5 separate regions of the Mus musculus genome follow, and all the other regions are linked to region 4. A link is a contact called in public Hi-C and HiChIP or PLAC-seq data. All regions are on one chromosome and are shown on one strand. Each heading gives the region's core, a stretch centred on a gene start, on an enhancer-like site or on the middle of the called end of the contact. The rest is flanking DNA. Distances are from core to core; before and after follow the strand shown. Region 1 overlaps Fam114a1 (family with sequence similarity 114, member A1). Region 2 holds the start of Klhl5 (kelch-like 5). Region 3 has its middle 37 kb from the start of Gm26761. Region 4 overlaps Gm31889 (a long non-coding RNA gene). Region 5 has its middle 18 kb from the start of Klhl5.

Evidence for each region. Hi-C and Micro-C count contacts between places; a contact is called where the count stands out from the background. HiChIP or PLAC-seq counts read pairs in DNA pulled down with a chosen protein or histone mark.
Region 1: a contact with region 4 is called in a Hi-C map of liver, with 5 times the contacts expected there. The contact joins two enhancer-like sites. A contact is called at or near these places in 1 of 15 datasets of contacts at CTCF or cohesin (pro-B cells), 8 of 484 Hi-C or Micro-C datasets (B cells, CD4 T cells, CD8 T cells and 4 more) and 1 of 115 datasets of contacts at active chromatin or transcription factors (bone marrow-derived macrophages).
Region 2: a contact with region 4 is called in a Hi-C map of cortical neurons, with 5 times the contacts expected there. The contact joins the promoter of Klhl5 here to the enhancer-like site in region 4. A contact is called at or near these places in 5 of 484 Hi-C or Micro-C datasets (Th1 cells, cortical neurons, embryonic stem cells and 1 more), 3 of 115 datasets of contacts at active chromatin or transcription factors (astrocytes, embryonic forebrain and stem cell-derived neural progenitor cells) and 2 of 9 other capture datasets (adipose tissue and macrophages).
Region 3: a BATF HiChIP or PLAC-seq map of CD8 T cells shows a contact between it and region 4, with 5 read pairs. The contact joins two enhancer-like sites. A contact is called at or near these places in 1 of 484 Hi-C or Micro-C datasets (the 3T3-L1 cell line) and 3 of 115 datasets of contacts at active chromatin or transcription factors (CD8 T cells, embryonic stem cells and pancreatic cancer cells).
Region 5: a contact with region 4 is called in a Hi-C map of muscle stem cells, with 2.0 times the contacts expected there. The contact joins two enhancer-like sites. A contact is called at or near these places in 7 of 39 promoter capture datasets (the 3T3-L1 cell line, the C10 cell line, hippocampal neurons and 3 more), 6 of 484 Hi-C or Micro-C datasets (CD4 T cells, Sertoli cells, Th1 cells and 3 more), 1 of 115 datasets of contacts at active chromatin or transcription factors (bone marrow-derived macrophages) and 4 of 9 other capture datasets (adipose tissue, liver, macrophages and 1 more).

What each region holds. Positions count from the first base shown.
Region 1 is chr5:65,037,300-65,039,999 of GRCm38.p6, forward strand. It overlaps Fam114a1 (family with sequence similarity 114, member A1), which reads left to right. Exons shown (of 14, transcript NM_026667.3): 13 at 1,389-1,442. Among named protein-coding and RNA genes, the nearest start is that of Gm32374, 19 kb to the left of the region's middle. Within about 2 kb of position 1,287, at least 61 of the 459 cell types and tissues checked have an H3K27ac peak or open chromatin away from gene starts, as enhancers often do. A contact at or near this core is called in hematopoietic stem and progenitor cells and liver, where this site is marked.
Region 2 is chr5:65,129,892-65,132,591 of GRCm38.p6, forward strand. It overlaps Klhl5 (kelch-like 5), which reads left to right and starts at 1,340. Exons shown (of 11, transcript NM_175174.4): 1 at 1,340-1,885. The coding sequence starts at 1,506. It overlaps LOC115490189 (a long non-coding RNA gene), which reads left to right and starts at 1,892. Exons shown (of 2, transcript XR_003955931.1): 1 at 1,892-2,700.
Region 3 is chr5:64,660,961-64,663,660 of GRCm38.p6, forward strand. No RefSeq gene overlaps it. Among named protein-coding and RNA genes, the nearest start is that of Gm26761, 37 kb to the right of the region's middle. Within about 2 kb of position 1,276, at least 49 of the 459 cell types and tissues checked have an H3K27ac peak or open chromatin away from gene starts, as enhancers often do. A contact at or near this core is called in CD8 T cells, where this site is marked.
Region 4 is chr5:64,883,085-64,885,784 of GRCm38.p6, forward strand. All of the region lies in intron 3 of Gm31889 (a long non-coding RNA gene), which reads left to right. Among named protein-coding and RNA genes, the nearest start is that of Gm31889, 4.9 kb to the left of the region's middle. Within about 2 kb of position 1,412, at least 181 of the 459 cell types and tissues checked have an H3K27ac peak or open chromatin away from gene starts, as enhancers often do. A contact at or near this core is called in CD8 T cells, Th1 cells, adipose tissue and 7 more, where this site is marked.
Region 5 is chr5:65,112,244-65,114,943 of GRCm38.p6, forward strand. It overlaps a transcript of Klhl5 not described here. Among named protein-coding and RNA genes, the nearest start is that of Klhl5, 18 kb to the right of the region's middle. Within about 2 kb of position 1,313, at least 26 of the 459 cell types and tissues checked have an H3K27ac peak or open chromatin away from gene starts, as enhancers often do. A contact at or near this core is called in Th1 cells, adipose tissue and liver, where this site is marked.

The DNA of each region.
Region 1 (2,700 bases), core at 37-2,536, 150 kb after region 4:
GAAGGCTTCTCTGGGAAGACAGACTTAATTCATATGCTTTTGTTTGCTCGACACAGAGCCTTCCAGGTACAGTAAGGGAACCCAGCCGACTAAGATTGCCCCGTTAAAGATTCATTGCTGTAGGGGTCTGTTGAGCGGTTTAGATAGGGAAGCCTGCTGATTGACAGCCGAATAATATAACTAAGGATAACGACCATCTCTCCCTTTTGGAGCACCTGAAACGGGGATTCATTCTCCACGCGGTACACATACACTTGTGATTCTCAAACCTGGATCTACAGACCTACTTGAAAGTTCTAGTTAAGAATGCCCTCACCGTGTCGCTCCTCTGGTAGATAACCTACAGTATTTGTGCTCACGGGTGAGGTGGGGGGAAGAGGGAGAGAGGGGAACAAAGAGAACAAAAGAAGAGCAGGCAGGATAGACTAGTAGGACACATAAGTGGAGGACTGGAAATTTTATAACAACAATAATAATGTTTCAGGGGCTGGAGAGTTGACTCAGTAGTTAAAGCATGTAGTGCTCTTGCAGAGGACCCAGGTTCAGTTCCCAATACCCACATATTACATATTAAAGGTCATGACTGTCTATAATTACAGGTTCAGAGACTCCAATGCCCTCTTCTAGCCCCTGAGGGCACCTGGACTCACATGCACATACCCTATACCAACATAAACATGTAATTAAAAATAAATAGAATAAGCCGGGCATGGTGACGCACGCCTTTAATCCCACCACTCGGGAGGCAGAGGCAGGCGGATTTCTGAGTTCGAGGCCAGCCTGGTCTACAGGGTGAGTTCCAGGACAGCCAGGGCTATTCAGAGAAACCCTGTCTCAAATAAATAAATAAAATTCTTAAGAATAAGAATCTCGGAAAGCTATACAGATGCCTTAATTAAAATCTGCAGTGAGGCACAGCACATGTCTGTAATCTCAGCCTTTGGAAGCATGAGGCGGGCTACACAAAAACCAAAAAGATTTTTTTTTAACACAATAATAAAGATCATGACAAATTTACCATCAACATTGTAACCCTAGCTGATCTGGGTGTAGGATGGTGTCAGGCAGATTGGGCAAGCAGAAGATAGGATCCAATCAGCTACCAGCTTCCCACCACTGAAAAAAGTCTACATTTCTAGCAATGTGAACTCACGTAAATTGCTCAACCTCCCGATCGCTGTTTCTTCATCCTGCTAGCTAGCGCCTAGGCTTACCGCAGCACCAAGCCCCTCCTAGGGTTGCTGGTAGAATTAGAGATTGCATAAGGAAGGTGCAGACGCCAAGCACACTTCTTCCTCTAAGACATTCCTCTACAAAGCGGTGCCTTATATTTGACGTGCTAAGCCTTGAGGCCCTAATCCGTCAATTTCATACTTTCAATTTCACAGAGCAACAAGAAGGCTGAAGTCCTTAACCCCATGATCAATAGTGTGTTTTTAGAGGTAAGTAGCCCCCAGAGAAAGTACTCCAAATCAAAGTGAGTGTTACAGCTATGTTCTTTTTTTTTCTCTTTTCTTCCTCCCAGTCAGCAAGTGTTATTGGAATTCTAAATCTTATCGTCAACAGTCTAACAGTCTTTGTGTGTGTGTGTGTGTGTGTGTGTGTGTGTGTGTGTGTGTCCATTTCTGTAGCTCAGCCAGCTGTAAAGTGTCTGGTAGAGCAGCAATGCCTAATTTCCAAGAATTCCTAATTATAAAAGGAAATGCTAAGCTTGCAGGCTATTTCCGGCCACCATTCCTCCCCCCCTCAACCCTCCCCCAGCAGACGCAGATTTTTGCTGCCAAGTTTGACACTGTGATTATTGGCTGCAATGGAGGATTATTACCCACTGGTGATTTTCATAAAAACAGGCATTTCCCTTCGTTCACGAGAACTTTTAGTAGAGCTGAGTCTAAGTTTCAGGTTAGCGAAACTGCTGCGGGATGCCTGCCCATTCAGTGACAAGCATAGAGTCCCCACGAGAGAGGACTCCCTGCCTGCCCTGCCTGCTCACTAGGACTTGGTAGCAGCAACTGCCCAGATGGAAGGCTATCCCAGCACTGCTGTGGCTCTGCAGAAGACGAACCCAGTGATGTAAGAGAGAAGCAGTCCAAGATGCATTCCTGGTCTTGGAGCGTGGGCGCTGTGTCCTGCATTTGAGCAGTGGAGGAGGACCTTGCCCATGGGGGAGCCACAGGGCCTCCCAAGCAGCTATGGGTCAAGGGCAAGGCCCAATGCCATTGCCTTCACATTTGGATGGCAAGAGTAAGCTCTGGAGAGATTACATAACCTCAGAACTGGTGGCAACGTTGCTGGGAACTGTGTCTCATTGTTAAGCAAAGCTGTCCATGGACCAAACCTAATCAAGTGGTGGCAGCGAGTATCATTGCTTAGGACACAGTCTTGCAATGGACTCAACCATAAGGGGCAGGAACTGTAGGGACAAGCCCAGTGGAACAGACACAGCTAGTAGAAACCCTGGAAGGCAGAGGCAGGAGGATGGTGAGTTCAAGGCCAACACAAACTATATAGTGAGTTTCAGTCTCACTTCTTAGTCTCCCACCCCAGATCTCTGTCATGGCTGCCAGATTAAACATGTACATTAGCACATTAATTTAACATACTTGTGCACCACAAATATGGCACCCAATAATAAGCCGCTGGCCAATACCCATTCTAGATACCCTCCCTAAACTTCACTGGCCACTTTTACAGTGATCT
Region 2 (2,700 bases), core at 90-2,589, 250 kb after region 4:
CTTGTCAGTGTTCCATTCCTACCCAGGCGCTAAGGGAGCTGATTGGAGGTCCCCCACAGTGCCAGTACAGAGCTCTGCGCGGCTTTTCATGCTTCTTATTCTGTTTTTTCTGAACAGTTTTTAGTTCTAGGGGCCACATGAGGTTAAGCTACAGGCCTCATGGTATTTTTGTGCCAAAAGTCTCCAAAACAGACTTTTCAGCCAATGTCAAAACAGCTTTATGTGAAATTATTTGACAGGGGGTTCAGTACTGAACATCTAAATTCTGTTCTGCACTTTAAAATCACAAATTCTTAATATTACACTATTATAATATTTTATATTTTGACTAATCAGTGCTTTTATTCACTTCAGTGACTGTATTTATTCATTCTGGAGGTTAGACATCAGTATGTGTATATTCCTGTCTTCCACCACGCCTACTAGAATACTCAAAGTAACTCTTTAGTATTTTAAATTTTAATTTTTTTCTCCTTATCAATTTGCAGTGAGCATGTCCACAGCACTGCTCTGTCTTGTTGGCCACAGAGGCCACAGTCCAGTGCTCTCTGCAGCTAAGGAATCTTAAGCCTTGAGCCCCACCATCCCTCTCCAATAGGAAATCTAGGTGTCAAACTGGAGGAAGCAGCCCTGTTTGAATTAGAGTGAGTGATATTGGTGTCAGGGTATCCCTTTTAAAGAGTTAGTACTGACATATTTTGGTCCATTGTAGTTTTCAAACTTTTTCGTCTAGTTTTTCTCATTATCCCTTGTTCAAATGAACTCTTAACCAAGGATGTCACTGTGCATCCTGGGAGGAGAGGGAGGAGACAGGAGGATAGTGGCCACCAGTCCAGAGCCCCAGCTTAGACCCTCCTCCTCATCCCCACCCAACACAGCTCAAGAATCCTCAAATCTCATTTAAAATGCTTTTTAGAAAATGTGTTCTGTGATATGAACTAAGAACTCACCTAAGAACTTGGTTTAAAAGCAGGAACCACTGCTGGTGGAAAAGTGGTTTTTAAGTACAAAGGAAAATGCTCTGCGTTAACGGCTCTTGTTTCAGCCATAAAAGAGTTAATGCACCGAGCAATAAAGGCTGCGATTTGATTCTGCAGCGGGGATAGTGCTCTCAGTCTCTGTCATTTGTGGTTCAGAGAAGGGGGTGGTGTTCTGCATTTGAAAGGACTTTAATGAATGCTGTCAGTGTTTGTGCGAGTCCAGGGTCTGGATGGGAAGGGGAGCAGGGAAAGTGCTGGGGCTGCTTCAGGATAGGTGGATCAGAGTTTGCTCCGATCGAGCGGAGTGTTCCACCGCGTTCATCTTTATTCATTACCCTTTGTTCTTCATAGTCTGATATATTGGGATGAAAGTAAATGGAGATATATATTTGAACGATTTGTTTTCTTTTAAAGCTATTTTTTGGGTACAGCAGGGAATATACTTCTCTTGTCTTGGTTGGATACACAAATCTGTGCGCCGTGTTTTTTGCCCGTTGCCTAGACGATCACTCGGTTTCTCTGAGGATGTCTGGTTCTCGCAAAGAGTTTGACGTGAAACAGATTTTGAAAATCAGGTGGAGGTGGTTTGGCCATCAAGCATCGTCTAACTCTTCCGTTGACAGCCAGCAGGGAGAATTTTGGAACCGAGGACAGACCGGAGCAAACGGTGGGAGAAAGTTTTTAGATCCGTGTAACCTACAATTGCCTTTGGCTTCCATTGGTTACCGAAGGTCCAGCCAACTGGATTTCCAGAATTCACCTTCTTGGCCAATGGCATCCACCTCAGATGTCCCTGCATTTGAGTTTACAGCAGAAGGCTGTGCTGGTGCACACTGGCTGGAGAGACCAGAAGTGGACGATGGCACTAGTGAAGAGGAAAATGAATCTGATTCCAGCTCGAGCAGGTTGATTATTCTCTTACTGTCAGAGACGGGGTGCGGGGTGTGTGCTCTATGCTAGTGGAGAATAACTGACTATTTACTAGCTTATCTCTGTGGTTGTCCGTACATCTGCTTCCCGTGAACTGCCTACATGAATGGCATCTTGGTATGGATACGTAGGTTTGCTAGGATTTGGGAAATGTCTCGTTAATTCTGTGAAATTTAAAGGCACCAAATAGCTTTCATTTTGAAATACCTTGCATTTCATGTATAGATCTGACACTGCCTTGAAAATAGTATGTAGCAGCAGTTTTATACGGTGTTGCCTGGCTGTATTCATCCGGCTTCTGTATTTACACTAAAACTATGAGACATTTCTACAGTATAAATCCTTGTGGTATTTTGGGTTATAATAGATTGTGGAGTCGTTTTAATTTGATAAAAATGAAAGGTTCTATAAAAAGAGATACACTGTAGTTCCCAATTTTTGACACCATTTTAGTTGTCAATACTGTTTTTCTGTGGTTATGTCTTTGTCCTGTGGATGTTGCAGCTCTGCAGACTAAGACAGAGAATACTAAGTAATGTATGTGTCTCTCTCAAGGATAGCACCACCGATTCCTGTTACCCCCACTTTCCACTGAAATTCACGCTGTTTAAGGAAAAGAAAGATAATCTTTTAGTAAAGTTTAAGAGAACATGGTGTCGGGAGTGCTAGATGTGGTCAGCCAGTCAAAAAGATGATAAGGAAAATGAGTTGGAAGGAATGCAATAAAGCAAAGAATTGATAATTTCATGATGATTTTGTTCCTCCTTCCTGGCACCTTCTTATCTTTAGG
Region 3 (2,700 bases), core at 26-2,525, 220 kb before region 4:
TAGGCCAACTCCATGTAGGTATTTGAGGTTTCATTCTCTAGCTTAAACAATGGCTGCTCTTCTGACCAGTAGCACTAATATGGAAAATATACCTGTCATTAATTGTAAAAATGCTTGCTGACATTTACTGCAGTCTTCCCAAGTCCAGTTTGTATCAGGTTTACTTTTTTATTAATAACTGTCAAAGGACATCACTTTTTCGTAGGCATGTTATTATTGTCAACAAATATGTCAGCAGTCATACTCTCTTGGGCCCAAATCAATCAACATCAGACGGCTTAAGGACGTATTCTCCATCTAACTTCGAGTGCTGCATTGTTAACGCAATGCTGAAAGACAACCTCTTTCTGAGGTGCAAAAAAGATGCTTAGACTAGAACTCAACTGGTTAAAAATTACATCATATTGCAATCACATTGGAAGTAATGAGTAGAAAGAAGAGACTTAGATAGGAAAGCCTTTGTTAAAACGTATCCTGTCTCATGTCATCTAACCCTGAGGAAACAATATAAAATTAAATAAACACATATCCTCCACCAGCTAATGAAGTTTTATCCTCTCAGGCTTCAGATAAACAGATCGCTGTTCATAAATTTTGCACCTTAGAATCTTCCAGCTCCAGGGCTGGAGACCCAGCTTAGCTGGTCGAGAGCTTGTCCATTTTGCATGGAATTCTTGGTTGATAGATAGCACCATAAGTTGGATGTGGTGGTCATGTAATCCCAATCACTCCAAAGGTGAAGACAAGAGAAGAGAAGTTCGGGGTCCTCCTCTGCTACATCTAAGGCCAGCTTGTAATAGATGATAGATAGATGTAATAGTCTCGAAAGAAAACAAAACAAAACAAAACAAAACAAAACTCTATTTTACTACCACCGCTTTTTCTATTGTTGGAAATACTTTTAAACCCTGCAAGAGTTAATTGTGTGACATGCTTCTCAGCAGGGAGCCACCCAAGTAAAAATCCAAGGTGATGGCTTCACAAGGAGACACAGGAACCATGCCCAATTGATTTCCTGGCTGGGAGCAAAGCTCTGCTACCTTTTGTCTCCAGGAACTGTCAGCATCACCAGGTTAAAAATGCATGCTCCCAACTCCGCCCCGTGCCTGAAGATCTCACATTTAGTCAGTTTCCCTTTGTTCTCAAGACCATATCTCCTTTCTGTACTTTTTTTTTCTCATTTGACTCAAATCAGGAAGGATTCAGGTCGTACCTACAACTTCCCCCCATCGATTCAGATAACAAGGAGGGTGTGGGAGTGAGAAGAAATTGAAAGTAGGGAGTGGAAAGTTGGAGCTTTCTGGTGGGGTCACCTCACCAGTCCCTTGGGGAGACGATCACAGTTTGAGTTGCTCGTTAGTAATTTTATTTCTAGGAAGCCTCTGTCTGTAAGTATTTCCTCCATAGTCCCCAGATTCCAAGGTCTTTGTTTGCTGGATAACCTTCCCACCCCTGTGCCTTTGCAGTTCTTACATATAAAACTAAATGATTCCAAGACAGTTTCTATAATTACTTTTAAAAAAGAAAAAAAATCAATAGCTCTCAGAAAACATATTGGCTTGATCTTCTAACCAGACTAGAGATGAAAGACAGGGTAGTTTCAGTTCTCTTGCTAAGATCAAGGCTTGAGGTGTCAAAAGCTCTAGCACTGTGGCTCCCTCCGACAGCTTGTAGCTCTGTGGACCACCTCTGCTTTCATGCAAATGTAACCCGGCCTCATTAGGAAGTATTAGTTCCCGTTTCAGCCTCAAGCATCAAAGCCATTTGTCATAATTGCTATAATTAGACCAGGCTGAAACACACCAATCGAACAGGCTGTTGCTTCGTGGGTGTGGTTGCAAGGGTATCCACGACCTGAAATTCCCACTGTGAGGTACTTTCCTCGAGTTAAGGTGTTGTTTTTCTTTAAATATATGAATATATATGAACATATGTCAGAAAGCATCTCATTCCACTGCTCATTTGCTGGCTCCTCTTGATGTATTTTAATTACTGGAGAAAGAAAGATATTTGAAGCTTCTGTGTCCAAGTCAGGTATGGCTAACTATGGTAGCTGATGGTAAGTTGATTCCTGGGATGCATTTGGTAGAAGAAGAGAACTAACTCCCACAAATTGTCCTTTGCCAAATCCAGGTTCCATATCTTCATTCAAGGCCTTGGCTATCTGCTGATTCCCTCCGCAGCCCTTCTTCCTATCATGGGTGTATGTTCTCTGAGATTATATACTGGATTCATTCTTCAAAACTATCAACTCTCCAGTTCCTTTACAAGTCTATAGAAGTCCCATTTCTTCCCCCTCTGCCCATCTTTTACTATTTTTCTAATCATCCAATAAGGAAAGATGGATTCACCCAGTGGTTCTCAATGGGATGATACCCATCTATGGACATACAACAACATCTAGAAACAAAAGACTGGTATTTTAACACACACACAAATACACACATTTGTCACTTATAAATTTATATTTAACTAACATAAAATATTTAACTTCTATTGCTCAATTTATAAACCATGGAAGGTGATTGCTAAAGGTCTAGTTAGGGAACACATGGTGGCAGGGGAGCACACAGAAGCCTGGGGCACAATGAGGCAGCTAAGAGAGAGACTGTATCTAGAGAAAAGCAGGGCTGAGTTAGATCTCTCTTGCACTGAGGAAGCCTTTCCTTTAGAGCTGCAACACTTGCCTCGGGGAAACCT
Region 4 (2,700 bases), core at 162-2,661:
CACAGGTCCTGAGTTCAAATCCCAGTAACCACATGGTGGCTCACAACCACCAATAATGAAAACTAATGCCCCTTTCTGGCGTTTCTACAGCATTCACACACACACAAAATAAATAAATAAATATTTAAAAAATGAAAGCAGTCCTCACCCTTAAAGAGGGATCACTGTCTAGATAATCTCTGTTTGTTTTGTTTTGTTTTCTGGTTTTTTCAAAACAGGGTTTCTCTTAGTAGCCCTGGCTGTCCTGGAACTCATTCAGTAGACCCAGTGATCTTTTAACCCTCTAGGATAATTTAGTTTTAGAAACATGAAGGTGTAAGTGGGACGAAATTCCTGAATGTGTGCTACCACTTCTGATGAAGAAAACCCCTAGATCCACCGGCAGCTCTTCTGAATTAGGGGAGAGGGCACCGTTGGGAGAAGAACTGTGTATTTTCAATGGACACTGTGTGGAAAGAGACCGCAATGGCAGACCTCTGACTACTGCTCATTTTTTTCCTTTTGACCTTTACTGAGTTGTTCTGGTAGCTCATCCTCTTCAACGAACAAGTGTAACTACTGATGTGACCACAAGATGGCACTGTAATCCAAAATTTCACAGAGGAAACCCCCCCCCCCCCCCCCCGAAAAAAAACCCTAGGTTCTTTTAAAGCTTTCTTTCCCCCAGGGTTCCTGGAACTGTTGTGTACTGGCAAGTAGAGCAATCTTGCTGAAAGGAAAGCTCTGGTTCTGTAGGTCTGGGTTGAGCCTGAAATGCTGTGTTTCTAACAGGCTCTCAGATTAGCATCTTTTATTAACTCCATCCCTGGTTCTAGGCCAGTTTAGTTTTAATTTCTCTACTGTTACACCTGATCGGAAAGGAGGGAAAACTAAATTGATGGGGAAAGGACTATGCTCTCTGTCTTTAAGAGGCAATGGGGGGGGGGGGGGAGGAGGAGGAAGAGGGAGAGATAAGGAAACCTGGGCGGTCCAATCCCCAAGACCTGTTGCAGCACACACTGCGCCCCACTGCCACCCCAGCACTGACCAGCTGAGCAGGTGCTCTGGTCAGGGTGAGCTGTGCAGAGCGCAGGGTCCTTCTTAGACCTTTCTGGCACAAAGGATTTATTTGAGAATTCAGTACAGGGTTTACAGTAAACAATGCCAGGTTTTTCAGCTAGCACTCCTAAATTCTCCTGTCAAAAGCTAAGCTAGAGATGCCAGCAGAGTCCATACTGGAAAGAGCTAGCCACAGACCGTATGACTGAATGTTAGAGCAGGAAGAGCCGCTTTGCTGATGGCATTATTCTTACATGCACAATCGTTCTATTTTAATACATGAACTTCTGCTTTCCCAAGTGAGAAGGGCTCTCAGGGAATAGCACGTGAAGTGAAACCACTTCTTGTCCACTAGGGCCCTTTGACTCCAGGCAGGCCCTTGCTTCTTGGCAGACACAGGAGTGTGTAGGAGGGAGAGGAGGTTGTTATCAATGGTTCCTGCTATTCTTCTCTGGCAGACTCTGACTTTCTATTTTCTAGATTTGGTTTTTCTCTCCCACCCCCTCCCTCTCCCTCCCCTTCCCCTTCTCCTCCCCCTCTCCCCCTCCCCTCCCCCTTCCTGCCTCTCCCCCTCCCCCTCTCACTCCCCCCCTCCCCCTTCCTTCTCTCCCCCCTCCCCCTCCCCTTCCCCTCCCCCTCCCTCAACTTCCTGTGTAGCTGAGGATGCCCCTGAACTTCTGATACTCCTGACTCTCCTCTCCTAAGTCCTGGAATTATAGTCGTGTGCCACCGTGCTTGGTCGTGTGCTGCTGGCGATAAAACACAGCCCTTCTCAAATCCTAGACAGTCTAGCCCCTGGGTTCCATGCCCAGCTCCCATATCATTTCTTCCCATTTTGTTTCCTTAACATAGTTTAAAACAAAGTTATATGAATAGCTGGCTCTTGGCTATTTATCGGTCTAGTTTAACCTTCGTCCGGCTCCTTACTCAAAAGGCCACGGCTCCTACTTCTTGGAGGCCTAGAGTAAATTAACACTGGGGGTAATGTTCTCCTCTGTCTTCTCCCCCCCCCCCAATTTGCATAAAGCCTACAGCAGACAGTTCTCGCTGTGCACACACGGGGAAGTAAAACCTGGGCTTTTATCTGGGTGTTCTTGACTTCTCTCTAACTGTATGCATGAGCTGACACGTGAAGGGGTGGGGGTGGGAAAGTGGTTTCAGGGTTGGTCAGACTGGGTAAAAGCAGGGCATCTGGAGCTAAGGATATGGTATGCCCTCCCTGTTCTCCCTGGACGGTGAGGAGAGCTCTGTACACGAGCATCTCGCGGCAGACCGGCCCCAGCACACCCATGTGCAGTATTCACAAGTTTTTGTTTTGTTATTCAACATATTATAGGATTCCCATCAAAATATGATGGCTGAATTTTATTGCATGAAAATTGCAGACAATATAATCATTAATTATAAATTCAACATTAGGGCTGGTGAGATGGCTCAGCGGTTAAGAGCACTGACTGCTCTTCCAGAGGTCATGAGTTCAAATCCCAGCAACCAACCACATGATGGCTCACAACCATTCGTAATGAGAAACAAATTTTAAAAAACTCTATGGGCTGGAGAGCGCGGGCCCAGAGAGAGCAGGGCCAGAGAAAGAGGGAGAGGGAAGAAGAAATAAAATAAAATAAAATAAAATAAAAATAAATAAATATAATAAAAAAATAA
Region 5 (2,700 bases), core at 63-2,562, 230 kb after region 4:
GTCTGAGATTAAAGAAGTCTGAGACGCCACTTAAAAAAATCTGTGTGATTAGTGTACTGGCTGGTTCTGTGTGTCAAGTTGACACAAGCTGGCGTTATCACAGAGAAAGGAGCCTCCCTTGAGGAAATGCCTCCATGAGATCCTTCTGTAAGGCATTTCCTCAACTAGTGATCAAGCAGGGAGGGCCCACTGTGGGTGGTGCTGGTAGTCCTGGGTTCTATAAGAAAGCAAGCTGAGCAAGCCAGGGGAAGCAAGCCAGTAAGTAGCATTCCTCCATGGCCTCTGCATCAGCTCCTGCTTCCTGGCCTGCTTGAGTTCCTGTCCTGACTTCCTTGGTGATGAACAGCAATGTGGAAAGTGTAAGCTGAATAAACCCTTTCCTCCCCAACTTGCTTTTTGGTCATGCTGTTTGTGCAGGAATAGAAACCCTGACTGAGACAGTTAGCATCAGTGTGCAGGTTGTCCTAGGACAGATGGATTATGATAATCAGGATGAGAAGGGAATCTTGGAGTTGATTTGTAGCTAGTGTATGCACTCTCCACACACAGGCAAATGCCTTTTTTTTTTAAAAAAAAAATCCTTTCATTCATTTCTTCCTCTCCTAAGATATAGGTGACTGAATTGTCTGCCTCTTACCTTCATGTCCTTCAGTCCTTACTCGAGACTCCCTGGCTTCACCTCAAAGCTATTACTGCAGAGAGAAAGTCCATGCTACTAGTCCAGCAGTTCCCTACCAAACAGACTGCTCTCCAGGACAGCTTCTACGTGGACATTTTAGACTTTAACATCCTGTTGTTACATTTCTTCACCGACTTCATTTTTATTCCCAGCAACTTTGTATTTTCTCTTATCATTGTGCGCTCCTCTTCTGTAGCAATGTCTCTTCCCAGACAAAAGGTATCCATAGCTGCACTTCAGTAGGCAGCTAAGGGGTGGGTGTATACGATATCTGGAAGAGCAGATTACCAGAAAAACATGAGGGAGGTGAGGAAAAACTGTGTTTGTTTTAGCAACTAGGTATGGTGGTGCATAGGTGCACTTAGAAGGCTGAAGGCAGAAGGATCAAAGCAAGTTTGACGGAGCCAGCCTGAGCCAAGTAGCAAGTTCCAGATCAGCCAGGGCTCACAGCGAGACCTCATCTATATGAACAGGCATAACTAGCTGTGCATGACAGGTAAGACCCATCAGGGGTGAAGGCTAAAGGAGGGTCTTAGGTGCAGACTGCACAGGATCTTGAGTCTCTGAAATGTCCTTACACATTTGTTGCTGTGTAAAAGCAGGATGGGTGTGGACTCATCTAAACAGTGCGGTGCAGGAAACTACCAGAAGCTTCCTTGTTTAGAAGACAGTCCTACAGTGACGGCAGCTTATCAGCAGGCCTGTGTTGGTGTTCCCGATTGGTAGACGTGATCTTCACAGAAGTCCGTACAAGCAGCTTGTACCATCTGAGTAATATCTCAAAAGAGGCTCAACTAGGGGGGCACCAAAGCCACTAGCTTTAAAACTCCATGTTCCCTCAACACATGACGTCTCTTACAGCTCCATAAACTTAGCTTCCAGGATCGTGGAAAGGATATGAATTATCATAAGAGCCCCCCAAAGCTGGGGTTTCTTTATATGAATCCAAATGCAAACTGAGTAACCTGGGAAGTCATCTTTACTAGGAGTAATGTTACCTTGAATGTAGATAATATACCTAATTCTACAGATTGCCATTGCTGGGACACAGAGCTAAGAGACTTAACTTTAAATGTTCAAGGGGAAAGGTTCGCTAACTTAAATGTCCGTAGTGAGTGTATGAGCTCGTTTGGAAGTATTCAATAGTATTTGTTTTCATTGATTTGATCTATGTGCTTAATTATTTTTAGTTATAGATGAAATATGAGATAGATGAATAGAATGTAAGGTATGATGTTGGCAGGGCAGGTGGGACCTCTAAGACATTAAAAACTCTGAATTCCATGCCAAACAATTTGGCTTTTATGACCGAGTAGGAGATTGAAAATGAATAAGAATTTTAGCTATAATGGTGTAGTCAAGAATCGTCCTTTAGAAGGTGTGATTGCCCTGTGAAGACTAGAGAGGAGAGGCTGGAGAAGGGTTACTTCATTTCTTCCTGTTATTTGTGGAAAGAAGGGCTAATCAATTGTGCATCTTACAGGACCTTAAAATTATGGAGTCTCAGCAGTCCTTCAAAGAGGCTAGACCCAGCTTGTCTTTTCTTTTTTCTTTTTTAATTCATTATATTTTCAAATGTTGGCTTTATTTTAGGTAGTTTTAAGTATTTTTGACAGTTTTGTGCATAAATACACTGTATTGTGATTACATTCACTAGCTAGTCCAAGTTATTTCTTGTCACCCCCAGACCCCATTGGAAGTTGAGAAGACCACCCTGAAGAGACTCTTGTATTTTTGAAATAGTGTTTCTCTGTGTCCTGGAACTCACTCTGTAGACCAGGCTGGCCTCAAACTCAGAGAACAACCGGTCTCTGCCTCCCAAGTGCTGGGATTAAAGGCATGCGCCACCAGTACTCAGATGAAGGGCCTCTTAAGAACATTGAGTTTAGCCTAAGATACATTTAACACTGAGAGATTCTAGTCACTGCTGATGTCCATTGATCTGCCATTTCATTCACTCCCTTGTCCAATTGTGCTTTTAGTTGGAACTATAAAACAGCTTTTTGGTGTTTTTTTTTTTT